7 separate regions of the Mus musculus genome follow, and all the other regions are linked to region 1. A link is a contact called in public HiChIP or PLAC-seq and promoter capture Hi-C data. All regions are on one chromosome and are shown on one strand. The core of a region is the stretch at or near the end of the contact, and the rest is flanking DNA. Distances in the headings are between cores, read along the strand shown. Region 1 holds the start of Strbp (spermatid perinuclear RNA binding protein). Region 2 overlaps Mrrf (mitochondrial ribosome recycling factor). Region 3 holds the start of Ppp6c (protein phosphatase 6, catalytic subunit). Region 4 holds the start of Rpl35 (ribosomal protein L35). Region 5 holds the start of Rbm18 (RNA binding motif protein 18). Region 6 holds the start of Ttll11 (tubulin tyrosine ligase-like family, member 11). Region 7 holds the start of Morn5 (MORN repeat containing 5).

Region 1 (3,677 bases), core at 372-2,871:
TTTCATTTCCTCTACATCCTACTACTGATTTCCCTTCAAACATACCCCCTACATCCTACTACTGATTTCCCTTCAAACATACCCCCGCTTCCATCTTCCTCCTCATTCCCAACTTCTCTCCACACCTCCTGCCCTGGGAATATTTCCATTTACACACACACACACCTTACCTACCACTCCCATATTTCCTCTCCCTCCCTTCTGCTCACCACCCCACTCTCCATCCTGCCACACACCCCATCCCTTTCCAGGGTGCTCCCAACCTCAAGGTTTCCTCTTCTGCTGGTGCCCACTAGAATTTCTCACACAAACACCCTCCGCTTCACTCACTTCTGCTGCCCTTTTACTGCTACACACACCTCCTGCCTTGACATCTCTCTCCACCCAACCTAAAACCTCCACATAACCTCCTTATCCCCATTTCTCTCCCAAAGCCCTCAAACTCAGTACCTGTGTAAACCACTCCTCCTCCCACTTGCTCTATCCTCCTCTACCCTGAATACAGAACCAAGCCATTTTCCCCAAGCCTGTCAACCCCTTCCTGTCTCCTTCCATACTTCCCAGCCAGATACTCACTAGGGAACTCCTGACGTCCTGGGCGCACACACACAGACAGACATCTCCTGCCTGAATACCCTCAATTTCAACCGCCACCATTTGAGAGAACCCCCTCCTCTGACACTCCTTCCCTCCATCTTTTGGGGCTCAGCCTGCTCGCCACACTCCCAGCTACGGACCCCTCCTCCGCCATTTCCCTTCAGGCGTCCGGTGGCCTTCCCGCTGCCTGCCCCATTCTCTGCCCCTCACAAGCAGCGCTAACCAGGGCATCTGCTCCTTCCATTTCTGCCTAGAGGTGCCCATCTTGTCCCTCCCTCCACCACCTCACTTGCCCCTGCCCGCCCCAAATCCCCCTACACACCCATCCGAATCCCCAAACGGAACGTCCTCCTTCCCTCTCGAGCCCGACCTAGGCCCCCATGGGTCCCCCAGGCGTGCCCTTGAGGCCCTGGTCACCGTGGGGCCGGGTCCCTCAACGCTCCCTTACACCCAAATCTGCCCACACCCTGTGCCCGCCCCCCGAGCCTCTCCCCAGCTCTTGCCCGCAACGTCCTCCAGCACCTGCCCCGAGTCCGGAACCCTCCCACCTCCCCAGAGCTGGCGCCCCGCACGCTGCCCACGCCCTCGGGAGGTTCAGGGCCGGGACCCGCGACCCCGACCCCGAAAGCAAGCAAGGCGACCCGCAGTCCTGACGCGGACCGGCCGGGTACCGCGGCGGCGACCACAAAGCTCAAGCCGCGGGGCTGGGATTGCGCCGCGCTCCTCGCCTCAGCAGCCGCCGCCGCTGCTAAGGACGCACAACAAACAATGCGGGGCCCGGGCAGCCTCCGCCAACTGCCTCAACCGCCGCCTCAACCGCCGCCCGCCCGGGACGGCCCGCCGCGCAGGCGCCGGCCCCGCCGCAGCCTACCCGCGCCGCCGCGCTCCGCCCGCGTCCGCTCCCCGCTCCCGCTCCGCCGCCGCCGCCACCTCGTCCGCCCGCGTCTCCGGCTCCTCAGCACAGCGGCGGCGGCTGCGGCGGCTGCTGCCTTGGTGGCGCTCGCGGATCCGAGCTCGGCTTCGGCAGCGACCGCGGCGGCGGCGGCAAGCACGTGACGCCGCCGAGCACGCCCATTGGCCGATCCAGGGGGCGGGGCCCGCGGCTGCTGGGGAACGGAAAGCCCGCCCCATCGCCCTCCGCGCGCCCCCTGCACGCGCGCTCTGCCGCACCTGAGAGCTCCGGCCAGCGCCCGCCGCCGCCGCGCCGCGCTGTCGCCTGCGTCAACTGCGCACCTGGGAGCGCGCAGGGCGCTCAGGCCCGCGGCCGCCGCCTGCACCTGCGAGACCGCTTACGTAAACTGCGTCCCGCCCACCTCGCGGCGCCTAGCCCGGGCCGCAAACCGTACCTGAGCCCCGCTGTGCCTGCGGCGGTAAGCGTTGCTGGGCGGAGGCCAACTGCTGAAAAGAGCTAAGCGCGCATTAACTTCGTAACTGCAGGTTCTGAGAGCTGCTCCCGGCCGCAATGAGAGCCGGCTTCCCCAGGTTCTGCGTCCCGGTGCGGGATGCTTCTCCAGCTCCAGCCTCGGCCTTTACGCTAACGGAGTAAGCGCCGCAATGCCTCCCGGGTGGAGGAGGGGCAGGCAGTACCTTGGCTGAGTAAGAGACTCCGATCCCTCCTTGATTCGCTCCCCCTCCCACTTGCCGGTTGTGTGACCTTGGCCAAGTTACCGAACCGCTCGAGCTTCAGTTTCCACTTCACAAAAACTAAAACTGTAATTCCTATTTAAGAGCCGTTGAGCAGATGGCATAAAACAATAGATATGAATTTTCCTGGCACATAGCAAGCACTGAACAAAAATCAAAATCTCCTCTCCCTACTCCACCCTTAATGGCCCGGGAAATCCTTTCCCTCCTTATTTCCCTCCTTAGGTCTGGAGTAGTCTAGCTAAACACCTACCCACTTTGTTCCAACGGTGGTACTGGGAAAGAAATAAAAGGTTCAAGTTTTATTTTACAGCTCTACGTTGGCATCTTCTTAGTGCCTAGCATTCTCCCAGGGGGTTCAGCCCATGCTTAGTGTGTGTTGCATGCTCCACACTCGGCAGGGTGCTAGAATGCACTGAAGAATAAGTCAAGGTCCTTAGCCTAAAGCAAACCTAGCAAAGAACCCCACTTAATTTGAGCAGACAGTAGGGGACTGACCTCCCACACTCCCCCTGGTAGGTCCCCTTCTCATCTTGCTCCTGTACCAGACTCAAATATTAACAGCTCTGGACTGGAAATGATTCTCAATAATACTTGCCTGACATGGACAAAGTCCAGGGTTGCATCCACAGCACTACCAAAATATATGACCTCAGTACTTCATTCACAGAATATGTTAATACTTAGAGTTAAAAAGCTTTGAGTATGGCCTTCAACTTCAGGACATACACACTTCCCATTGCCCCTCCTTGACACTTCATTAACAACAAAGCTGTCCTTTCCTAGCTATCCCCAGGTCTGTAACATATCCCTGAAGTCTATGCTAAGCCCCAGATCACTATGTCTGATTGGCACCTCATTCTAGCCTTCTGGAAACCTGGTTGTTCTATCAGTTTAGAACATACTCCATCTGGAGCCCCTTGACTGCCCTGAGACACAGGTCCAGACTCTTCCTGCTTGTGCATCACCAGTTCAACAATGCCTTGTTATGTCACCAAGCTGTAGTTTAGCTCAGTCTCTTCCCTGGATTGTAAGCATCTTGAGGAAAGGTTCATCCCTCTGCCTGAGTAAAGTTAGGAAAGACCACATACACAGAGGATGAGATCACTAAAGCTGGGTTTTACAGTATAAAAGGAAGTCTGCCAGGGGAGAAGAGACACTGCAGTGCACAATACAGGTTTGCTGTGCACTAGCTGTGTGACCTTGACAGATCTAGGTCTTAGAGCCCTCATCTGTCATTTTGCATACCTCAGAGTACTGTTACTAGGAGTCAGTGAGACTACATTTAACATATGTGGCCCTTAGAATTCTAACACTTATAAATTATATTTTTTAAGTAGGCAGAATATATGGCATTAAGGATTCAATAGTATCTCTTGTTTTGTTTTTTATTGAACTTTTAACTCCAAACACTCAGGACAAAAACAAGCAAGTGA
Region 2 (3,657 bases), core at 546-3,045, 1.5 Mb before region 1:
TTATGTGGTGAGAAGCTGTAGAAGGCTGGGGGATGGGAGATAAAGCTTCCTCTGTGAAGTGGGGGAGCTCCCTTTACTCTTAACTCTACACATGAAGGATTTTGTTAAGAATAGCTCTTCTCTGCAGGGGGACACTAACCTTATTTCTTTGCCTAGTTATCCTCTTTGATTTGACTTCATGTGTGTGAGTGTTTTATCTGCTTAGTGTGTACCATGTGCATGCGGTACACACAGGGGCCAGAAGATGGTAATGGACCCCCTGGAGTTGGGTTACATATGGTTAGTGGCTGCCACGTGGGTGCCAAGAAACAAACTTAGCTCCTCTGCAAAAGCAGTAAGTGTTGGTAAGTGCTGAGCCGTCTCTTCAGCTCCACATAGGTCTGTAGTGTTCATAGTCTGTTCCTCATGTAATGGTGACTGAGTATACGAGCTTGAGGGTCTTTATAGCAAAGACAAAGTAACAGCAGTGGGCTAAGTGCAGTTCAGCTTCTCCTTACCCCTGAGAGGAACTGACGTTTGATAGGTCGTGTCTTTATTGCCTGTTTCTTGGGTTGTCAGAGAATGCTGTCTGTTCTAAAGGATTTGGCTTTACCCTGTAGGCCACTTGTTCACAGTCAACAGCTGGTGCTTGGTTATATCACAGCTCCCTTTCCAACCTGAGAGTCTATGCCAGAAATGCCATTTTAAAGCTTTAGATTCTTCACACCTGGGTGTGGATATTCTAGTTTGACATTTTGACCTCATACAGGTATAGAATTAAGGTTATTTAAAGATGGAATGGAAGTTTTTTAGATACCTCCTCTAAAACATTAACAGTGAGATGCTTGGAGAAATAAAATTGGTGTGTGCCACCCTCCGTGCCTTTCAGACATAAGAGCTGGAGAGGAACTCAAAGACAGGGATTGGCCTTGAATTCCAGTGGCATGGCATGATCTGCTCTGGAAAAACCTGAAATACTTTTGAGTATGTCAGAAGCCTTGTTCTTGTGAGTTTGTTGTCTTCCACCCACTTTCTGTTGCTTTTAGGATTGCTACAAGGTGAGGCTGAGTGTTAGGGACTCTGTACCAGGGAGGGGGCCTGTCAGAGGGGCTCCTGAAGGGTGTTAGGGTGATAGTGTTTCAGTGTAATGCTTCCATTGACTCTGCCATTAACTTGTGCTCAGTACACGGACACAGTTTATTCACACACTAACAGCTCTTACTGAATGTTAACAGTGCCAATCACTGAGTAAGGTGCTTTAGCTCACTCACTGTCTTAGTGATGTCCCGGTACCTCATCATCTCTGATTGTGAATGATCAAATATACCTCGCAGGGATCCTGGTCCCAGAGCTGGATATAAACTGAAGCTTTTCTGACTCCAAGATCGTGCTTTGACTCTTCTGCCATTCTCCCCTTTTTGCTGTGCATACCATTGGAGGTTTATTGCTTATGCTGAAGTGTGTGTAAGCTTGGTATTGAGTGTAGATGTGAACGAGTTAAATTTATTTACTCATTCCACATTGGCACTGGTATATTTTGAGTGTAAAATGTCAACTGGATTTTTTAACGTATGAAATCTTTCATCTGTCTTTGCACCGATCTTTGCACAGACCAGCCCTCCTCCCTTGAGAATTTATTGTGGTTTTGATCTGTGTTGCCTCAAACCATTGAAATCTTTTCAAAGAAGCAGAGCTGTTTTCTTTTTCTTTTTTCTACTCTTTCTTTTTTCCTTCCGCAATACACTGGTACCAGGAGTGGACATAGTTTGCTATTCAGCTTGATCAAAGCACTCTACACCAGTGTAACTTCCTGATCTTACTGGTAACAGAACTAAATGTTTCCATGTTCTGCCAAGATGGGTTGCCAGTTATCGACAGAGGGCTTGCATCTGGTAATAATTATTTACTAATTCTGTTTACCTTTTGATCTGGTTTTCAGTGTACAGCTGCAGCTATCAAGGCTATAAGAGAAAGTGGAATGAATCTGAACCCAGAAGTGGAAGGAACACTAATTCGGGTACCCATTCCTAAGTAAGTTTGGCTGAAATCCACGTATTCCAGTGGTGTGGGGTAGTTGCCCTTGGATGGAAACCAGTGCCCTGCAGCATTCTTGGGCCAATGATGTGGCTCACTTACCTGCGTCTTTTACTCTGGCTGTGCTATAAGATCAGTTTGCTGGTACAGTCTTGTTTACCGAATACCTATGTGTGCTAGATGCTTGGTCTACAGCAGTGAATTTCAGAACCCCTTGTCCTCACACTTTCTGGCAGGAAAGTTAGGACAAGTTAGCACACAGAGTCATCACAGCTCACGTGAAGTAAATTCTAGGAGGAGATAAAAGGCATTGGTATTCAAGTGAGGGCGAGTGGTGGGAGAGTTAGAGGACAGGGCAGTTTTAGTGTGTGGGGATTCTGTAAGGAGCTAATGCTTCTGCTGAGAGCCTGCTGAGGAGGCAGAATCATCAGCCTAGGGGAAACAGTCCAGGAAAGATGAGTGGCAAGCAAAGGCCTCAGATCACAAAGCAACTTGACACTTGTCAACTCTAACCCCATAATCCCTATCGAATTATTTTTACATTAGTCTTTGGTAATTGAAGAATTAAAGGCATAGATCCAAAGTCATGGTTTTTTGTTTTGTTTCTTAATGGGGTTTTAAATGAATAAAAATAGATCTTTGTTCCTAAAATTGAAAAGAGAAGACAGGGCTGATGAGATGGTTCAGTGGGTTAAAAACAAACCGTTGCCATAGAAGCCTGATAGGCTGACTCCAGTCCCTGAGCCCACATAAAGGTGGAAAGAAGCAACTGACTCTACAGAGTTGTTTTGGCCTCACGTGTGGGCTGTGGCAGCAACCCCTCCCCACCAATAATAAATTAAAAATATTTTTAAAAAGAAAAGATAATACTTGGGAAGTGGGGTCAGGAGAGTCAGAAGTTTAAGGCCAGTCTGATCTACACAATGTAACTCTTTCTTGAAAGAACTGACAGGATGGTGACATGTTTGAGTAATAGAAAATCTGGTGTGCCTGAAGCTCAAAGAAAGGTTAGTGAGAGCAGGGTTTGGACAAGTACCGATGGGCGGTTCAAGGCCATGGAAGGAATCGGGATTTCTTCTAATGGTGAGGAGAAGCCGTTGGATGGGTTAAGGCCATGGATTGATGATCTTACAGAGCTTTGTGGGTGTCTCTCTCATTGCTAATTAACATATGGAATTTATGAGACAGAGTAGAGATAAAAAGAACAGTCAACAATCAAAGTTACAGCAATCCAGGTGAAACATGAGCCATGGTTACACAGCAGAAAAACGAAGCCCCTATTACTACTACACAGTACCACACACTGGATCAATTTGTTTAGCCATTCAACAAATACTTACTGAGTACTAACCATAGGACACACGCTTTATTGTGGTACAGCAGTAAACAGAACAGCAAAGCTCCTTGTTTTTCTGAAGCTCACCTGAGAGTTAGCTGAGCAGATGTAATAAACTGTCAGTGTAATGTCCAGTGATGCTAATGTCTATGAAGAATCAGCAGGGCAAAGAGGTAAAGGAGGGCTGGAGAGAGCTCAGCAGGTGAGAGTACTTACTGCTCTTGCAGAGGACCTACCTGGCTTCAGTTCCCGGCACATACATTAGATAGCTTACAACTGTATCTCCAGTTGCAAGAGATTTGATCAGC
Region 3 (4,168 bases), core at 805-3,304, 1.5 Mb after region 1:
GTGGAAGCCGGAGAACCAGGGGTTTAAGGCAAGCTTGGGCTACATGATGCCCTGTATCAAAATATCTATATCTAAGATCTGGAGAGATTGCTCCTCAGTTAAGATTGTACAGAGGACCCGAGTTCAGTTTCTATCACCCACATCTTTTGGTTCACAACTGCCTGTACCTCCAGCTCCAGGTGACCTGGTGCCCCTGGCTTACAAAGGCAAAATGTGCACATAACCGCCCCCCCCCAACTAATTAAAAATAAATCTTATTAAAAAAAAAAAAAAAGGAACGGAAAGAAAAAGCCAGGCATGTTGGTTAGGGTCCAGCAGTTGGGAAGTAGAAGCAAGAGGGTCAGGAGTTCAAGGCCATCCTCAGGTACATACTGGGTTGGAGGCCACCATGAACTTTTTTTAAAGATTTGTTTTTATTTTATGTGTATGGCTGCTTTGCTTGCACACATGTCTGTGGAACACATGTGTACCTGGTGCCTATGAAGACCAGAAGAGGGCATCAGATTCCTTGGAACTGGAGTGACAGGATGTTACAAACTATCATGCCCTTGCTGGGAACAGAATTTCCAGGTCCTCTGGAAGAGCAGCCAAGTGCTCTTAACCATTGAGATATCTCTCCAGCCCCAGCAAGAACTATATTAAGATCTTATCTCAGGAAGAAAGCAAAAACAAGACAAAACAAAATTACCAAGCAGGAAGACAAGGCAAATGCCTGATTCAGGTGGCTGAATATGAACACCAATCATGTAACACAGGCAGTCAGTATGTAAGTTACAAGCTATGTACTTTCACACAACCAACACTTGAGGTCTTAAACATTTTGCATACTTGTTGGCTGATTTAAATATAAACTTCATGTACTAGATGAGACAAGAAAACAGACACAGAGCAAAATCTTCACAAGAGAAATAAAATTCGTTAGGAAAAAGGCAATTTTTTTCTTGAAAAAATTGTTTTAAGCCTGTGGCTTAAAAATATTACAAAAACAGCATGAAAAAAAAATTCAAATGATCGAGAGTGACTGACTACATAGCAAATCAAAGTTAACGGAATAAAACAGACATTAGCAACCATCGGATAAACACCAACGTGGTCCTAAGCACTAGTTTTTGCAGAAACAAAATACGGTTGATAACAGTGGTACACCAACGGCTTACTTCTTTACTGCATTAACTTAGCCTGAACTGAGTAAGACCTCCTTTGGAAAACCAAGAAAACGACACCTTGAGTTACAGGGGAACAGCTCAGAGGTCATAAAAACATTTGAACTTATTGATAAGCAACTGCTTATTCACTTAAATAGCTCAACAACGGGCTAAGAAATGAGATCCACATCCAAATCATCAGAAGAAAACTACCACTCCTAAGAAGCAATTTAGGGGAGTGGTGAAGCTGAGGCGACTTGTCATTCTCTCCCATTATGGTCGCATCGATCCCGCCCACCGGCTTCCACCTCTCAGGGACTTAAACACACCGCGGCCGCGTCCCTGGAGCAGACAGCGGCTCCTGTTACCTCTGCTGGGAGGACCCCATCCCGGGAGCACTACCCGCTCGGCCCGGCTCCGTCTCCGGGAGGCCGAGCGAGTTAGAGTGAGAGTCTTTAAGCTCGGAGTCCCGTGAGGGTCAGGGGATCGTGACATCCCCCGGGATCTCCCCTCAAAGAACTGGACAGCATTCGGGGGATCCGGGCTCCCCTGGTTCTCCGCGTCACGCCGCCTCGGACCCGGTCCTCTCGCACCGCGGAGCGCCCTCCGCCGCGCCAGGATCGGGCGCCCGGTAGGGATCCCGCCGAGGGAGAAGGGCGGGCCGGCGGGAGCCCCGCAGCCGGAAGGGGCTTGCCTCGCAAGCTGGACGGCCTCCGGCCCGGCTCACCTTCAGGTCGTTCTCGGGAAGGTACTTGCACTGCCGCGCTATCTCCACATACTTGTCCAGATCCAGCGGCGCCATTTTAGGAAGAACAAGCCGCGGCGACAGCAGCGGCAGCGGCTGTAGTAGCGGAGGCAGCGGCGGAGGCCGAATCCGGAACCCTCCTTACGTCACGTCCGATCCGTGAGTGGCGTCTGCGAAGCGACGTAAAAGCCTGACCCGTTCCGCTCTCTCTCTCAGGCGGAATTCCGGGCCACGGATCTATCTCCAAGAGAACCCGGAGGTCCTTTTGATAAAACCTACTGGGACCCGTAGCTCTCTGCCGCGGGGCGTGCTGGGATTTGTAGTTTTAGTAAAATGCTCTTCCTTTCCTATCCTTGGCAACAGACTTCACCTCAAATGAGGCTTTTTCTAAGGAAGACCATGAAGTGGTTAACTAAGAATTCCCTGGCTCTCACTCCTACCCTGTAAAGTATCTTCAGTTAAAGTTAAGAGTTACTGTTACCGCCTTTCCAGGACTACTGAAGACCTGGCCTAGACAACATTTGAAACAAACTTAACACCACCGGTTCTCTGGCTGGGGGGTGGGGTGGGTGGTGGGTGGGGGAAGAAACAAACAATAAAGCATTTCTTATGCCACATTCTGTACAAATACTGGCACTTTTTTTTTCTCCTGTTCAATTCTTGTAAGACTGTAAGAATGCAAAGTTTGCATGTGTTATTTGCCCCAAAATCTCAAAGGAAACAGAAAAGATGGATCCTAGACTGAAAAACAGGCTACTGACTTAATCCGGTGAGTTCCAGGAGGGGGCCGGAAAGGTTTTTTTTTTTTTTTTGTCGTATCCCAGTGCCAAGAACAGTTCTTGACACCTACTATAGCTTTAACATTGGTCCATTTGACAACTCTATATTGAATAGCAACAAAGTACAGATACACTTATAGGCAGTTAGAATAACCAATGGCTGCAATAGACAAAAATCTCTATCCTTGGGGCTGGAAAGAGTGCTCATTAGTTAAGAGCACTAGCTGTTCTTCCAGAGGATCCAAGTTCTATTACTAGCATCTACGTGGCTGCTTTCAAGTCCAGTTACGGGAGATCAGACACCTTCTTCTGGGCACTGTGTGCATGTGGTACAGAAATATATTTGCAGTCAAAATAAATAAAATAATAAAAAATAATGTATTAAAAAATCTGTCCTCAACTTGCAATTTAATTCTGTTAGAGATAACCGACAAATATAATAAATTACTCAGAGCATGTTAGAAAGTGATAATTTAAGGAAAACATTCCAGCATAGTAAGGAGGATGGGTTGACACAGGATTCAGAATTAACCTGACCATAGTGTACCACATATTTGACCACAGCAGTGATGAGGCAGCTGGATAACTGTGAGTTCTAGGATAGCCTAGTCTATGTAGCATGTTGCAGGTCAACCAGAAGACCTTGTCTCAAAAAAAAAAAAAAAAACACAACAACAACAAAAACACAGCAAAGTTGGGAAGGTGGGAAGTTGTATGGAAGATATCTGATGCATTTCTAAGCTTATTTGGAGCTTTTGTGGAAGAGCCATACCATAGTGGCTGGAGCTCAGAGGAAGAAATGAATACATAGATTTATTTTCCTTTTGATGCAGTGGACAACTGTTGTAGGATTTTAAACATGCAACATGATCAAACTTATTTGGATTTTTAAATTTTGTTTTCTTTGCTTGGTTTTGTTTGAGACATCTCTTTAGCCCCTTAAAAACAGAATTCAAACATTCCTACAAGAATTTAGAAATGTAATTTATAGTCTAAAAGGGTTGGTTCCAACAATGTAAACTATCTGATATTCCACTTTTTCTTGTTAATATACTCCTCCAGCATGGCTTGAGGTTTCAAGCCAAAAGACCCAAGGCACATCCAAGCATTCTGGAGCTTTACTTCAGAGAAGTAATCACTGTCCAAATACATACTGGGCACATGGCAGATCCAACCTTGCCCTGGTTGTCTTTCCAGAAGGAAAGCAGAGTGAGTGTATACCTCTAAATTCTTTGGCAGTCAGTGGGAGCTTTCTGATAATTACAGGCAGTCACAAAGACTGTTTTGCGTTCTACCCTCACCATAAGAGTATGACACTCTGATCACACATAGGCACATAGGTGAGCCATTTCTGTTTTAGGAAAGAAAAGGAGTACCTATACTTAGGACATAGATCAGAGATGATGCAGATGAAGTTGCCAAAAGAGGGTTGATCAGTTTATAGATCATGGTTTTTACAGAGGAAAGACTCTGGGTCTCCATAGACACCCAACTGCAAC
Region 4 (4,111 bases), core at 1,493-3,992, 1.3 Mb after region 1:
GTGTAATTGGGCTGGGCAGTGGTGGCGCACGCCTTTAATCCCAGCACTTGGGAGAAGGCAGAGGCAGGGGGATTTCTGAGTTCGAGGACAGCCTGGTCTACAAAGTGAGTTCCAGGACAGCCAGGGCTACACAGAGAAACCCTGTCTCAAAAAACAAACAAACAAACAAACAAACAAAACCCCCCAAAAAACCAACAACAACAAAAACCCAACAGTGTAATTGGGGTTTGGGGTTCCTATGAGGACCTCCTTCTGCCTGCAGAGGGGTAGGCACAACAGGTTCAATCCTCACGCACCACACTTCTGCAGGACCCTAGGAAGGGCTGTAGGATAAGGTGGGTGGATGGGCGGGGACATGGAGCCACATCAGATAGGCCTTCAGCCATGTCAAGTTCATTCACCCACTTAGAGCTCTGCCCATTGAGCAGTCACCAAACACACCCATCTACTGTTCATTCTACAACAGAGTGGACAGACTACAAAGCTCAACACTTAAGAGTTCACACACCAGGATGCCTGCAATCCCAACTGTTGCGAGCCGGCCAGTTAGAGGCAGAGGGCCTCTGGGAGTTCTAGGCTACCCTGGTCTAAAAGAAAGCAACCCCCCAGAACTCCTACCCCGGCTCCTTGTGGACTGGAGGTAGTTCAGGGCAGGGTCACTCACTTGCCTCATGGCTTAATCCCAAGCACCACCTAAATAAAGAGCCTCCACCTCCAGCCACATGAGCTGAAAGGCCACACATGTCAGCATTAGCAGTGAAGCACAAACAGTTTCAAACGCCACTGCGCAGGGGTGAGGTAAGCGTCCTACACCACTCAGCAGGCTGAGTGATGGGTGTCTGGGCCCCAGCATCTCAGAAACCGAACTTCAGACCCGCCTAAGTTAAAAAAAAAAAAAAAAAAAGTCCCTTGTGGGCAGTGAAGTCATACTTTGTGATGAGCCAGACCCAACACTGAGTAAAAGACTCCACCTGATGGCCTCAACTATAAAATGACACAGCTTCCCCCTACCCCAATTCTTCCGGAGACCAGCCATGGTCAAAGGAAGTAAATTCCTAGCACAGCATGTGAGTTTGAAAGCATGAACGTTTCCCCCCAACCCCCGGTCAGGGTTTCTCTGTGTAGCCCTGGCTGTCCTCGAACTCAGAAATCCTCCTGCCTCTGCCTTCCAAGTGCTGGGATTAAAGGCGTGTGCCACCACTGCCTGACAACACTAACATAACAAACATCTTGTAACTATCCCAGCAATACCCTTAATGTCCTCATGATATGGCTCCAAAGAGAAGCTTTTGGGGGTCGCTGTTTAGCAACTGTGGGTGTCCTTGGGCAACGCAACCTTTCCAAGCCTTGCAACAGCAGGTGCTTGGCTGTGAGACAGACACCCTGAACAGCTAGCTTTGCCTCAGGCTAGGGTTCCAGTTCCATCTTCTAACAAAGCAATCTAACCCAACAACTACCACACAGCTGAGTTCAAAGCTAGTGTCCAGTCCACCCTCACATCCGACTTTTTTTTTGGGTTTGGTTTTCTGAGTGCTGAGATTAAAGGCTTGCGCCACCCTGACCAGCCACATCTGACCCTTTGACACCAAGAACTCCTGTCAGTTCGGGAAGCTGGTAACTGGGCAAACTCAGCCACATAATGGGAGCTTACTGAGGCCCAGTCCTCCAGTCCCTTGTACCCTATACCCTTTCCACAACAGTTCCTGGCCAGTGCTCACCTTGTAGAATTTCCTGAGGTTTTCTTTTTGAGTCTGGTTAATAACAGTGAGGACTCGGGCGATAGACTTGCGAACGACTCGTCTATAAAAATAGATGGCAGTGAAGATCAGGTAGGCACATTAACCCCTCCAACACAAGGCCCTCATTTCTGCCACCCAGGAGGGAAATCTAGAGATAAGGACAGGTTTGTCAACAGATAGACGTGGACACTTAATGCAGATTTGGCCCAAGAACTTATCCCAAAGGCCAGAGACTGAGACCATGCCTTCAAGTTACCTAGTTCAGTGTAAGGAATCACAAATTGGAGAAAAGAGAACAGGTGTGAAGAGAGGACATTGAAGCCAGGCAGAGGCCACGAACAGCTGATTTTAGTCATGGTGATAAGAGATCAACTCGTGACTGGAACACATGGGCTCAGCGTCTCTTTTCAAGTTTCCCTCCCTTGTCGTCACCACTTGCTTCCAGCCGTACTACAACCCATGTGAGGCGGCACCACCATGGCCCTTCAAGGAATGCCCTATTCTCTCACCACAGTAGTTGGCCAAGGACAGTCGAGGGGAAATGGCTCAAGGGGCCAAGGCAGGGAAGGGGAAGCACCCAGCTGGGACCTCAAGGCCCACTTACATCTTGGAGAGCTTGGACGCGGCGCCGCCTGTCACTTTGGCGACCCGAAGCTGGGACAATTCCACCTTCAGATCGTCCAGTTGTTTCAACAGCTCCTCCTTCTTCTTGCCGCGCAGGTCCCGAGCCTTAATCTTGGCCTGCAATGAGGAGCGACTCTATGGGTCACGGAGCTCCCGCTTCGTCCCCGGCCGACCCAGGAGGGACGGTGCGCCAGAGGCCGCGGCGTAAGCGAGGGCGGGCAGCCTGAGCCGGCCCCCGCTGCTCTCTGAGTTCCCCCCGTCCGCCCCGCGCCCCGCGCCACTGTCCCCACGTGTCCCCGGCGACCGATGGCACCCGATTCCCGCAGCCTCACCATTTCGGCGTTGTTCACGGCTGAAGCAGCCTGGTTCGAGAGAAAGAGGAAAGGGCGGGGCCGACTTCCTCAACTACTGCCGGGTGGCGCCGGGCACGGCCAATAGCGTCGCGGTTTGGGAGGCCCGCTCCGCCCCTGCGCAGCCGCGGCCGTGGTGCCCTCCGCTTCCCGGAAGTCCTGCCTTCCTAAGGTTGGCTGGTCTCTAAGCGACCCAGCTGGGGAAACTGAGTCTCGCGATGAGCAACACCGGGCTGGCTGGAGGCAGCGCAGAGAAGGCTGCAGTTCTTCTGTTCCCTCGGTTTTATTCGGAAGCTTGAAGTTCTCTGGTCTGTGCGGGGCTGAGCTAGCCGCGGGTGGTGTCAGGGTGCGGAGGGCATGAGGTGTGAGGGTTTTCTTTAAAAGTTTGAGACAAGGTCTTATTCTAAATCGCTTCCTAATGCTGACAGTACAAGTGCCACAATGCCTCGCAAGTGTATGTGAGAGAGCCAGCGAGCATGGAGGTTGGAGAACAACCTGTGGGAGTTCTCTTCTTCCACTGTTCGGCGCTCGAACGTCGAACGCAAGTGGTCAGGTTCGACCTAACCATCTCGCTATCCTTTTTTTCTTCTTTTCTTTTTTAAATACAAGGCCTCCATATCTATCTATCTATCTATCTATCTATCTATCTATCTATCTATCTATCTATCTATCTATCTATCTATCTACCTACCTACCTACCTATCTCCTGGACTTGTTTTGTACCCAAGTTTGGTATCCAAAGTGCGCCACCACCTGGCAAGGGTAACAATAAAGTCATCCAGCAAGAATTTGCGGAGATGGTATGTAGTAGTACAAATCTCATCCCCAGACTTTTGTGGGATTTCTGATTATTGCTTTAGGTCTGGGCACGGTGTCACAGCGCCCAGGCAGTGGAAAAGGAGGATCCGGAGTTCAAGCCTTCTTTATTACACCAAGATATATTAATGAAACCGTCTCCAGAGAGATTCCAAATCGTGCTGGTAGCTTAGTTCCGTGGTAGTGTTTCCCTGGCATGCACAAAGCTGTGTGCATTCCCGGCACTGATACAAGAATAAATAAAAGCTCCGAAACAGAGTCTTGCTTTATTGCTAGTACCAGTTTATATCTTGGCAAGTCCCTTCGCGTCTCCGGTTAGTGTATCTTTGAGGATTAGAGGAACTAAACTGAAAACCTGCAAAGCTCCCAGCCAAGACCTGATATGTAAAGATTGGGGAAATTATAACATGGTTAAAGTGCACATGACCCTTTGCCTACAGTCCCAGACAGACCGCTAGCATCTAGATCAGAACAAAGCAGACGATGTTGGGTTTGTGTGATGAGTTGACCAAACTGACCAATTGGAGCCCTTTCTTTGCCAAGCTCCATTCAGCAGCTGCCCATTTTTCCAGCAGTTTCTCA
Region 5 (3,757 bases), core at 1,009-3,508, 1.6 Mb before region 1:
AGTTACCTTTTAGGATAAGAGGTACTGTTATGTGGAGAGTCTTAAGTCTTTGAAAGCAGGCTGTGTGACTTAATTATCTAAATTTTATAGGCCTCAATCCCCTCAAATGTAAAATCAGAGGCAACTGTTCTTATTTTACAGGACAGTTGTGAAGATCACATACATCACAAAAATCACTGTATTTAGCAACAGTAAAACAATATATATTAGCTATTGGTCAGGTTTACTGTTTTGTTAATAATGAGATGGTTCTCCTTAGTTATTACAGTTCACCATCTGCTTTCTTTGTGTAACTTTTGCAAAGAGTGAGTGTTAGGAGATGTCTTAGTCAGGGTTTCTATTCCTGCATAAACATCATGACCAAGAAGCAAGACTGGGAGGAAAGCGTTTATTCAGCTTACTCTTCCACACTGCTCTTCATCACCAAGGAAGTCAGGACTGGAACTCAAGCAGGAGCTGATGCAGAGGCCATGGAGGGATGTTACTTACCGGCTTGCTCAGCCTGCTCTCTTATAGAACCAAGACTACCAGCCCAGAGATGGTCCCACCCACAAGGGGATCTCTCCCCTTGATCACTAATTGAGAAAATGCCTTACAGCTGGATCTCATGGAGGCATTTCCTCACCTGAAGCTCCTTTCTCTGTGGGAACTCCAGCTGTGTCAAGTTGACACAAAATAGCCAGGACAGGCTCATACACACAGAGTTAATAAACCTAAAAGATCTGTAAAGATAAATCCTGCTTTCCTAATTAGTTAAGGTTGCTGAGAAGAAAAAAAAGAGTTTATAGATGAAAAATGAAATTTTAATAAATATACAATATGATAAAGGAAAGGTAAAGGGACAGAGACGATAGCTGCCTATACCAGACTTCAGACCTCCCTCCTAGGAAAAAAAAACAAAAAAAACAAAAACCCAAACCCCCAAACCAAAACATGTATCTTCTGTATCTAGAAGTGCCTCAAGCTCTGCCTTGTACGAAATACTCTCCATTCTCGGATATTTTTGAAAAAGAGAACTAAATTTAAAAACGGCAAAATATTGAAGTAATTGACAGATACTGAGACAGGCACTATCATTTAACGACTCTTCAGTTTAGTTCCCTTATGAGGAGAGTACCTCATTAAAGTCTGTAGCTCTGCCAAATTCTACCCCTAATGCCTTCAGAACCATGCTGAGAACTCACCCAACACTGAGAAAGCTGTGTGACTGGGGGTTGCACTACTTCAGACTGAGAATGCTGGATTTGAATGCTAGAACTTCTGATGTTCTCACGTCTAAAAACAACTGTAACACCAAAAAGATACTTAAACATGCCAAAGAGGCCATGTATAAATAGGAAGAGTACAGGACATGGGGCTAGAGAGACTCGACTCAAAATCAACTTTTCCAACTACTGTGCCTTTAGTAACAGTCCCTCCCTTAGGTATCTTCCTCAGGATCTCTGCTCCTGTGTGTGAACACAATGAGTAGTTTACTTTTTGCCTATGTTTCTAAAATAATAAAAGCTCCTATGGCATAGGGCCTTGATCATGGTTCTCTATGCCCAGCATATTGTACACTGCCTGGCTCAGAGTTGGCACTATTTTCAATTCTCTTCTTTCCTGAGATGGAGACAAATTCCTGCATCACGTGGTCATTTTAAATAAGAATATACATGTGACAGCTCAGCTCATGAAATTTTGAGAAACAAACAGTAAAGTCTAATAAGTTAGTATGTGACTATCAAGTCTTTTGGGGGTTGCAAAGGCGACAACTCCTTTGAGTAACATGTTCACAAATGCCAATCTACTCCTCCCGGCTGAGCGGTATCTACTCTAAAAGTCAGGAGGGGACTGGGGTCGCTTATTCTTACACGTTAACCACGGGGTCAGGCCAACAACCACGGCACCCCGATTCCTGGCAGCGAAGTCACTAATGGGATTGTTATTTCCGGCCAGAGACAGGACAATCCGGGGCGGGGCCTAGAAGCCTGCGGGTGAGGATGGTTTTCGCCAAGGCCCCGCGGCCAGGATGGCACTGAGCTTCGGGTACTCACCTGCTAGCCTCAGAGCTGTGCCCTCAGCTCATGCCCCGAAAGCAGCTTCCGACGCTGGGGTCCGAGCGAAGGACCTGAGGTTACCTCTGCCGAAACACCGCTCGCCGCCTGGCCGCCCGTGACGCACTACGCCTGCGCCGCCGCGCTGGCCCGTGACGTCATGACGCCCGCACCTCCGCTGTCCCGCGTGTGTTTCTCTATAGTCCCGGCCGTAGCTGGTGAGTGGCCTTGAGTGTGTGTGGGGGTCGGCTCTCAAGGAGTGGGCGGGATTCGAGCTCTGGTGACACTTTTCTAGGCTCTCGGAGGGACCTCGTAGGGCTAGGATACTATCCGTGACTGGTTCAGCAGAGTTCGGCTGGACCTTAAGGCCGGGGGCGGGACTTCTATGCTCACAAGGGTGGGGCGGGGCCATTGTCACTCAGCCGACATTTAGAGCCTTGCCTGGGAACTTGGTAAATAGTTCCTGATGCTTAAGACGTCACCTGACAGGAATAATGCCTTTTCCAAACAACCCTACACGCGGAGGTGTAATTATTCCCGGTGGTGATGAAGAAACAAAAACTCAAGCGCTGTCTTTACCAAGGTCGCGCGTCTCCCAAGTGATGAAGTTTGAATTCCACCCAGGCCTGAGTCGAATGCCTGGGGCTTTTAAAATCATCATTCTGCTGACCAGTGGGCAAACAGTTGTCATTTCGATGGTGCTTCATCATTCCCGTGACTCTGGCACATTTTACAGATTAAGATCACATACTTAGGAAGCACTAGAAGCAGGACAGTTGCCTAGGCCATCTCAAAGTTTGGTGCTTTTTTTTTTTTTTTTCCTTCTCATTCCTGTGTTTTTATTAACTCACACACAACTACTTGTCTTCTGGATTGTTGAAGCAGTAAGGCAGGCAACACTCACCACAGTAATGTCTGTCAAGGTAACTAGCCATGAACACTCTAGCCCCATGTTGATCAGGAGGACATTTTCATCCACTTTATAGTATTTCAGCACAGCCAACTTAACCTTCTTATTCTTATTCTTCTTGGCAGTGCTATAACCCTTTATCCTTTTCTCAGGACCACCATGAAGTCTCAGCACACCTTTTGAATGTTACAGTCAAAGTATGGCCATCTTTCAGCTGCTTGCCAGCAAAGATCAGCCTCTGCTGAGAGAAGGAATTCCTTCCTTATCCTGGATCTTGGCCTTAACATTTTCTATAGTGTCCGAGGATTCAACCTTTACTGAGACCTTCCATAAGGGTCTTCGTCTCTTCCTCTTGTAAGGTCTGCATGCTCGGGGTGGTTTCACCACAGATGGTGGATCGGATCCACAGTGCTTTCTCTTTTGACCACATTCCATTGAAATTCCCAGAATCTTAGAGAACCCATAGTTGGAAAGCCAGGAAACTTGATTTGATTCCTTCAGTGAATGGCCGAGGATACAAAACCAAATTAGGAGAAATTATTTGCTATAGTTCTCATCTGGGGTAGAGCTGTGATCCATGCTCTTTGAATGTAAGTGGTTGTGAATTCCAAAGTTGCATGTGATAGGGTTGATGAGGCGGGTACATTGGAATCCAGGTGTCCTAGTCTTTACGTGAAGTCTTTGTCCACTATTCCTCCTTTGGCGTGTGCCAAGGACATTTGGATGTTGTATTGAGTCAGGTATTCCAAATACCTTTCTTTACATGGTACTGAGTTTGTAAAGAAGCACACCATGTTCCAAGCAGAGAACT
Region 6 (3,577 bases), core at 150-2,649, 1.7 Mb before region 1:
ACTTAGCACAAAGTTCAGAGCCTGAGCCCTCATGCTCTCTGCGCACGGAATCTTTAGTGGACCAATGGTTTCTATGCTGTAAATAAAGTCAGCTGGCTTTATTTACTCAGCCAATGAAAATAGAAACCTCTCGGATTCGTTGGTGCTTTTGTCCCACCCCGTCCCTTAAAAGGTCTGAAATGAATTCAAGGGTGATTCATCTGCTCACACATGCTTTCACCCCCACTTACTGTCACCTGCTACATCCCCCAATCAGTGTCTGCGGTGGTGGTGATGGTGGTGGTGGTAAAAGATCGTGATGAAAGTAGGTTGTCATTTGCTGAAACCTTGTGCAAGCACTAGGCACTATGCTCCAAACCGGAACGAACCGGCTTCCCTTTACCGAGGTAAACGGGACCAAAAGAAGAAAAGTAGCTTGCTCAAGGTCGCACAGCTAAGTTGAAGAGTGTAGTGAGGCGCTGGCGAGCACAAACCTGGCCCAAGAGTGGCACTCTAAGCATGAAAGTTTACTAAACTTTAAATATCACTGAAATGCAGAAAGTGAAAGGTGGCCCCTGGCCCCGGGGCCAACAGAGGAGAAGACAGGACGGATAAACCAGGATCTACAGCTTGACGAGGCCAGGGCTGCAGACATAAGAAAAGCTGTAGGGGAGCAGAGCAGAGACGGGCTGACCTGACCTGGGAAGTGGCTCCGGGGGCCAGGCCTCGGGACGACCCCCCTGTGCCCACGCGCCGGGCCGGCGGGCCTCACCTCCTTCCACCTGAGCTGGCGAAGACTGATCTTGAGCGCGTCCAGGGAGGTGCGGGCCTTGGAGCTGTCCACGGTGACCGGCCGCATCGAGCCTGCGCTCCGCCGGTAGACCCGGCTCCGGCTCCGGCCCCGTGCCTTCACGAGCTGGCTCAGGGCCCGCGCCGCCGGCCTCGGCTGGGCCAGGGGCAGCGCTGGTGGCAGCCGCCGGACGACGCGGGCCTCTCCTTCCTCGGGCGCGTGGCGTCGCGTCGGGGTCGGGATCCGGCCCACGTCCTTGGGCTGCTCCTCCAGCTCCAGGCGCTCTGGATCCCCGGCCGCGCCAGCGTCCACGCCCTGCTGCTTCTCAGTCTCCGCCGGTAGCGACTCGGTCGCCGCTGCTGTCGCCGCCGCCGCCGCCGCCGCGTCCGCCTCCCACTCAGCCTCCGGCTTCTTCTCCGGGCTGCTGCGCCGCATGACGCTCAGGGCCGGTGCCGGCGCCACAGCCACCGCCGCCGCCGCTGCTCCGCCGTCCCGGCCCGCGACCAAACTGCCGCCGCCGTCGCCGCCGCCGCCGCCGCCACGCGCTCCCCGCCCGAGCCCGTTGCCATGATCTCTCAGGCCCCGGTTGACAGGGATAGTCGCCGCCTCGGGACGGGGCCCCGCAAGGGACAATCGCCTGCCGGGCCCGGCGACCTCACAAGCGAGCGCGTCCACGTGACCAGGCCTGTCACAGAGGTGGCGATAGCCATCTTGGAAGAGGGCAGCTTGTCACACATGCAGAGTTTCTGAGCACTCAGGGACTGGCTAGGAATGATTTATAGTGGGGCTGAGGGTAAAAGAGGTTGCGCTCCTGTCTCGCTCCCGAGCTTGGAAAGGGAAGGACTTGGGAAGAGCGGCATCTTCCTCAAACACGAGACTTAGTTTCCCCAGTCCTACTACATTCATCGACTCCTTTTCTGTGAGCCTCAGACTGAGGCTGGAGGCCACCTTTGTCGGTTTTCAGGTCTCTCCCATGAGATGGAGAAGCCCTTCAGATTCCTAGACTTGTAGAGGGCAACACTTTTTATTACAATAAAAACATATAACAAAACGTACTAATTATTTTTAAATTTATTATGTGTGTGGTGTGTATAATTTTGCCTACATGTATGTATGTGTACTATGCATGTTCCTGGTGGAGAAGGAGGCCAGAAGAGAGCATCAGATTCCCTGATGTGACCTGCTGCGTGGTTCCAGGAAATGAATGGCAGATGAGCCTTCATCTCCAGCCCTCATTTAATCTATTTTTAATTCACTCTTCAGTGGCATTCAGTGCATTCATACTGTGGTGCAAACCATCTCTACCATTCATCTTCAGAACTTTTCATATTGAAAGCATACCCATAAACTAACTCCTGGGATTCCCACCCCACAGCCCTGGTCACCACAAGTCTATTTCCCCCTTGAATCTAACTACTGGGGTACCTCTTGTTTTTATCTTATTTGGCTTCACAAGGTTTTTGTTTTTGTTTTTCATCATAGTGGGTGTCAGAATTTTACTCCATCATAAAGCTTACAAATATTCTATGTGTGCGTGCACAATTATTCTTCCATAGACCTTTCTGCGGACTTTTTGGTTATTTTAATCCCTTGACTCTTGTGACTAATAGTGCCATTAACATTCATGTACAAGTATTTCTTTGAGCCCCTCCTTTCAGTTTTTCATGGCTGCCATACTTTGTTGTTGTTAAGATGGTCTCTTTAGCAGGCCTGGCTGTCCTGAAACTCACTATATAGACCACTTGGTATCAAACTCACAAAGTTCTGCCTGCCTCTGCCTCCTGAGTGATGAACTCCTATACCCAACTAAGGTAGGCATAAAAATGTAGAGTTGATCTAGAAGAGGGTCCTCTCCTGCCTGAGGGAGCCACATTTGGGTTAACTTGAAAGTTTCAGAAAATGGGGTTAGAAAGTCGTAACAGCAGCCTGGACTGACCAGTGGCCGTGGTTGCACTTCAGTGAGTTCTGCCACATTTAGTTTTAAGGGTCCTGGGGGAAAATGGCCCCTCCTGCATTTCTCCAAAAGTCTTGTTTCCTTGGCCGGGAATTTCAGTGTGTGAACAAGCTGCCTCGAGGCCCACCCAGGTGTGGAGGCGTCAAGAACCTGTAGGTGCTTGAGGTGCTTACCCTGTGGCCCAGAACATCTGGTTGAGCCTGTGGGTGTGACTGGTTGGGGGTGGGCGGGATTGTTAAAGTTGCCCCGTTGATTCTAAGGCCCCAATATCAAGAACCAGAGACTTGCCTGAGGCCTTCGGAGAGTTCTGGAGCTGTCCGTGGGGCCTTCCCTGCCCAGCCATTCACTCTCCCTCAGGAATTAGTTCAGGGTTATGCTTTCAGTAAGGAAAGTTCTGGAGATGAATAGTAGGACACCCCAAATCCTGTCCCACCTGATGTCTCTCATTCATTAATGCTTAAAATTATCATACCCCACCTCCCTCCTCTCTTAATCCATCCCTACAGTTGTGACTTTTACATTGAGATAGCATTTCTCTTGCCTTCCCTGTCACCGTTGTGTCAGGTCAGCCTCTGCCTTTTCTCCGAGCTGCTGCAGCAGCCTCCCAATGAGTACCATCTGTCTCCATTACACTCCTGTCCATTCATACCGCAGCTGGAGCTGCGCTCTCCAAGCATAGAAACATCCTCTACTTGCACAACCTCTCTTGATAAATTTCAAACATTAGTTGTCTCTTTCTACCCTCTTTTCTGGAATCACATCCTCTCTTTGCTTCTGTGACTTTGTACACACTGTTCCCTCTGCCTAGATGTACCCTTCCTTAGTGTCTCTGCCTAGGAAACTCAGAGTCATCT
Region 7 (4,163 bases), core at 609-3,108, 1.7 Mb before region 1:
CATACAGGGGCCTGTGCTGCTCTCTCGATGCAACTCAATTCACTACATTCGGGATCCCCTTTCAGGCCCCTGACTCCCCCACAACTTCATCTTTGTACCAGCCTTCAAATGCCATGTTTTACATTAAGCCTAATGTGGCTAGTCTACCCATCTTATATTCTCATAGAGAACTGTACAGCCAGAGTCATCTCACTTTGAGCAAAACCCCTTGTCCACAAGTGCTGAAAGCTACTCAAAATGACCAAGCCAAAGAAAGGGCTAGACATCAGCTCCAACATCAAATCTGCTTGCCCGCCTTTCATGTGTTAGTACTAATCATGTGTTTTAACTTTTACTACTCTGGTTATTTACATAATTATATATACCAATTGTGCAAACTTTAAAGAGAAATTTATTAGGATGCTTTTGCATGAAATGTTTGCTAAGCCAAATTAAACATCTAACAAAATATGTCAACTCATGTTTGACCAGTTACACGGTGGGATAAGAATAAAAGACTGGCTGATAGGAAAATCCTTTCTCTCGCCTCTAAGTCAATTTCATATAAATATGCTAACAATTTCTTCATCTGAGGAAAATACCAAGTTGCCATCCTCACAGGTTTGTGAGAGCCTACGTGAAGTCGTATAGGAGAACATTCAACACAGTGCCTGCCATGACAACACAGCCATCTTTTCCCTCTGTCTCACAGTATAAAGTCCAAACTGTTCCCGCCTCGTCAGTGACTTCTCTAGAGGCTTAGCACCGCTAATCTAACAGTAGGCTGACATCAGACAGCTCTCAGCTTCCTCGACAACACGGTTCTACAAGTCCTTCCTCACTCTGTTGCACTTTGGCTGAAAGATTTAACAGGCTGGGTTTCAGAAAAGATCTGGGTTCCTGTTACAAGTCTTCCATACACTGTCTATGTGACCTTGGGCAAATCGCTTCTACTCTTGGGGCCTATTTCTGGTCTACAAGGGAAACCAGTTATACCCTACCTTACTTTGTGTTCCAATTAGCAGCCCGGCCTTTAGAAATGGAGTGATCATGTTTGTGATAGTTACAATAGCACACCACTTTTACTTCACGTTTCACAGAGCCATGCACTGTGCTGTACAGCCTCTTTATCTGTCTCTTTATAAAACTATAAACTATAAGAGCTGGGCACTGTCTCTTACTTCCCATTGCACGTGCACATAACAAATACTTAAATGTCTCTCGAAGAAGTAAATGCTTTACTTGTGTCCCATTACCAAAACACCCTGGCCCATGCCAGACTCACTGTCCAACACGTACTGTGTGCTGCCGCGGCACCCAGGCCTGCTCTGCACCGAGATTTTGACAGACTTGGAAGGGGAAGGTGAGCACCAAGAGGAGGCAGGCTCGCCTCACCGGGAGGGAGAGCAAGGGGCTAGGTGATGCTAATGGAAAGTATCACCCGATTCACAAGAAGAGAGGCCGGTCGCAGTGCGCACAGGAATGGCTGGAGCCAAGGCGAGATGTGACCATGCAGGTCGCAGAGGCCGGAACCGTGCCTGGGCCCGCCTGAAAGCTGCAATCCCAGGCTTCCCGCCTGCCCTCAGGAAGAGCCTCACCTCCTCCACTTTCAGCTCTTCCAGAGTTGGCAGCTCCACTATCCCCGGCATGACGGCGGTAGCCGCGACCCTGACCAGGTGCCCTCGGCCGTGTCGCCCGTCTCCTTCAAGTCCCCTTTGGCTGGCCAAGACTGCCCGGTACCATCTGCGCATGCGTCTCCAGCGACGCGCAAGCGCACTGCTCTAGGGCCGCTGGAGGAGGCGAAGCGTAAGCCATTCCAGGAAGTCTAGCGGTCCCGAGGGGCGGGGCTTCATCTGGTCTCCGCCCACATCTCCTGGTTGTCATAGTGACGCCAAGACAGCTGAAGTTGGTGTCTGTTAGACACTAGCTGTTAACATGCAGTACACCGGGAGCCAGTATTTCGGGGAATACATAAACGGGAGGTAAGCCCCCATTCGTCCATGTCTCCACTTTCAGGCTAGTGAAAGACAACTGTTTTTAAGCCTCCGCCAAGGACCCTCAGCCAAATGCTTTCAAAAACTTGTTCAACTATAGTGCTCAAGCACAGATACCTAATAAGTCGCATAGGTAGGATTCACTCATTCATTCTTTCATTCATTCATTCGTGTGTGTGTGTGTGTGTGTGTGTGTACGAGCGCGTGCGCGTATCCCCTGCACCCATGACCATCTGTAACCAAAGTTCCTCTTCTGGCTTCTGTAGGCACCAGGCATGCACATGGTACACATTATATACATGAGAGCAAAACATACACATTAAAAAATAAATATTTAAAAAATTATGCAGGCAAAGAAAACTAGAAAATGGTATTCAGAGCTGGAGAGATGGCTCAGCAGTTAAGAGCACTGACTGCTCTCCCACAGGTCCTGAGTTCAAATCCCAGCAACCACATGGTGGCTCACAACCATCTGTAATGAGATCTGATACCCTCTTCTGGGATATCTGAAGACAACTACAGTGTACTTAGATATAATAAATTAATAAATATTAAAGAAAAAGAAAAGAAAGTGCTATTCGGCAAATACTGATTTTTCTCTGTGTCCAGATTTTGAATTTGACCCTGGTCAGAATCCCTGCAAACACAGTGGGACGGTTAAGCGTAACACAGTTATGACAAGTAATCAAGGTCAGCCCTGTGGTCAAGAGAGGCAGACCACATGTGAGATGGTCACTTTGCCTTGCCAGCAGCTCTGGATGAAGAAAGCAGAAAATTTTTTAGAGCTGGAGAGGCCGATGCTGGGGGGGTGGGTAATGGACAGATAAGCGATAGTTGTTTGGGCTATAAAGCACTTCATGGGGCTGTAGAGATGCAGAGATGAAGGAGGATCTGTATGCACAGGCTAGAGGAACTGCAGGGTGTTTTGAGGAAGCAGGAGTAGTGGTCTAGCCAAGCACAGGGACAGATTCTTAGAGAGAGTGGCAGTAATATATATAATGGGATGCTGTCCACATCTTCAGTCAGCTTTGCAAGGGAGATGGTATTATCTCAGCTTCAAGGTTAAAGGGTAAAAGGGAGCCTTAAAGGACTCAAGACCCTTGTCTAACCCTTTGGAAAGTGGCAAAGATGCTTGGGTGTGCAATGCCTTTCATGACAGTGAGACAGTTCAGGCTGATCTTGCAAATAAATGGTGGAACTTAACAAAACAACCCAGCTAAGTGAGGGAGTCGAGAATTTCTACCCAGCTTTGTGTCTAAACCATATCATTTCTTTTCATGAGGCAAAAGTTCCTACAGCGAAAGTTTTGACAGGTGGAGGTGAAGGATTGGGCTTGGGCACAGAGATTGAAAAACCCACACACATCTTGATTTTAGGTTTGTTTTGATTTGTGTAAGAGCCCTGGCTATCCTGGAATTCGCTCTATAGACCAAGTTAGCCTTGAACTCAGTTATCTACCTGCCTCTTCCTCCCAAGTGCTGGGATTAAAGGTGTGTGCCACCACTGTCCATTGGCTGTCCTTCATATGTAGAATAAATTAAAACCTAATCTTTGGTTATATAGACTCCCCATTGCTGATGGGAATATAAAATTGGACAAGTACTTTGGAAAAGCTTGGCAGTTTCTTAAAAGTAAGATAGCCATTTCATTTCTAGTTATTAACATGATAAATGAAAATCTATGCACACACAGAGGTGTGCTTGTGAGTACTCCTTCTAGCTTTATATAATGGAAACTGTAATGACTGAAAACTAGAATCAAGCAAGACATTCACCAACATGTGAGAGGACAAACAAGTGTGGTATATCCATTCACTGGAATAGTATACATCAAGGAAAATGTTGGTTCACATAACAGTAACATGAGTAGATCTTAAAGGAATTATATTAAATGAAAGGAATCAGAAATGTCCAGCAAAAAAAGGAGTATATATGATACTTTTTATATTAAATTATGGGAAATCAATTCATGAAAATTGGTCAGTTTTTGCCTAGGGATGAGGAATGGGGGGAACAAACAAAAAAGATTAAAGAGAGTAAGCATAAACTGTGGTGGTGGATATATTAATCATATTGACCATGAGGGTGGTTTCCAGGATTTTTTGTCAAAATGTATGAACTGTACACTTTAAGTATGTGTATGTGCATGTCAACTATGCTTCAAAATCTGTTTTTAGCCACATTTTAAAAT

The links. Promoter capture Hi-C pulls out the DNA fragments that hold promoters and counts their contacts. HiChIP or PLAC-seq counts read pairs in DNA pulled down with a chosen protein or histone mark. Capture Hi-C pulls out chosen DNA fragments and counts their contacts.
Region 2: a promoter capture Hi-C map of liver shows a contact between it and region 1, with 2.4 times the contacts expected there. The contact joins the enhancer-like site here to the promoter of Strbp in region 1. A contact is called at or near these places in 8 of 39 promoter capture datasets (the 3T3-L1 cell line, 3T3-L1-derived adipocytes, the HPC-7 cell line and 5 more).
Region 3: a contact with region 1 is called in a promoter capture Hi-C map of adipose tissue, with 4 times the contacts expected there. The contact joins the promoter of Ppp6c here to the promoter of Strbp in region 1. A contact is called at or near these places in 4 of 39 promoter capture datasets (the HPC-7 cell line, cranial neural crest, liver and 1 more), 1 of 484 Hi-C or Micro-C datasets (CD4 T cells) and 1 of 9 other capture datasets (adipose tissue).
Region 4: a contact with region 1 is called in a promoter capture Hi-C map of liver, with 4 times the contacts expected there. The contact joins the promoter of Rpl35 here to the promoter of Strbp in region 1. A contact is called at or near these places in 5 of 39 promoter capture datasets (the C10 cell line, cranial neural crest, liver and 1 more), 4 of 484 Hi-C or Micro-C datasets (CD4 T cells, CD8 T cells and embryonic stem cells) and 2 of 9 other capture datasets (adipose tissue and liver).
Region 5: a contact with region 1 is called in an H3K27ac HiChIP or PLAC-seq map of embryonic stem cells, with 8 times the contacts expected there. The contact joins the promoter of Rbm18 here to the promoter of Strbp in region 1. A contact is called at or near these places in 8 of 39 promoter capture datasets (the 3T3-L1 cell line, 3T3-L1-derived adipocytes, the HPC-7 cell line and 5 more) and 2 of 115 datasets of contacts at active chromatin or transcription factors (embryonic stem cells and stem cell-derived neural progenitor cells).
Region 6: a contact with region 1 is called in a promoter capture Hi-C map of pre-B cells, with 4 times the contacts expected there. The contact joins the promoter of Ttll11 here to the promoter of Strbp in region 1. A contact is called at or near these places in 2 of 39 promoter capture datasets (3T3-L1-derived adipocytes and pre-B cells).
Region 7: a promoter capture Hi-C map of liver shows a contact between it and region 1, with 5 times the contacts expected there. The contact joins the promoter of Morn5 here to the promoter of Strbp in region 1. A contact is called at or near these places in 2 of 39 promoter capture datasets (liver and pre-B cells) and 1 of 115 datasets of contacts at active chromatin or transcription factors (large pre-B cells).

What each region holds. Positions count from the first base shown.
Region 1 is chr2:37,701,724-37,705,400 of GRCm38.p6, forward strand. It overlaps Strbp (spermatid perinuclear RNA binding protein), which reads right to left and starts at 1,622. Exons shown (of 18, transcript NM_001379315.1): 1 at 1,469-1,622.
Region 2 is chr2:36,157,681-36,161,337 of GRCm38.p6, forward strand. Mrrf (mitochondrial ribosome recycling factor) reads left to right here. Exons shown (of 7, transcript NM_026422.2): 5 at 1,919-2,010. Among named protein-coding and RNA genes, the nearest start is that of Rbm18, 23 kb to the left of the region's middle. Within about 2 kb of position 1,796, at least 8 of the 459 cell types and tissues checked have an H3K27ac peak or open chromatin away from gene starts, as enhancers often do. A contact at or near this core is called in liver, where this site is marked.
Region 3 is chr2:39,224,295-39,228,462 of GRCm38.p6, forward strand. Ppp6c (protein phosphatase 6, catalytic subunit) reads right to left here and starts at 2,055. Exons shown (of 7, transcript NM_024209.3): 1 at 1,873-2,055. The coding sequence starts at 1,947.
Region 4 is chr2:39,002,389-39,006,499 of GRCm38.p6, forward strand. It overlaps Rpl35 (ribosomal protein L35), which reads right to left and starts at 2,743. Exons shown (of 4, transcript NM_025592.3): 1 at 2,696-2,743; 2 at 2,344-2,480; 3 at 1,719-1,800. The coding sequence starts at 2,698.
Region 5 is chr2:36,134,446-36,138,202 of GRCm38.p6, forward strand. It overlaps Rbm18 (RNA binding motif protein 18), which reads right to left and starts at 2,259. Exons shown (of 6, transcript NM_026434.4): 1 at 2,037-2,259. Mrrf (mitochondrial ribosome recycling factor) reads left to right here and starts at 1,953. Exons shown (of 7, transcript NM_026422.2): 1 at 1,953-2,254.
Region 6 is chr2:35,978,421-35,981,997 of GRCm38.p6, forward strand. It overlaps Ttll11 (tubulin tyrosine ligase-like family, member 11), which reads right to left and starts at 1,400. Exons shown (of 10, transcript NM_029774.3): 1 at 752-1,400. The coding sequence starts at 1,204.
Region 7 is chr2:36,047,615-36,051,777 of GRCm38.p6, forward strand. Morn5 (MORN repeat containing 5) reads left to right here and starts at 1,859. Exons shown (of 5, transcript NM_029309.2): 1 at 1,859-1,961. The coding sequence starts at 1,915. It overlaps Ndufa8 (NADH:ubiquinone oxidoreductase subunit A8), which reads right to left and starts at 1,724. Exons shown (of 4, transcript NM_026703.3): 1 at 1,578-1,724. The coding sequence starts at 1,628.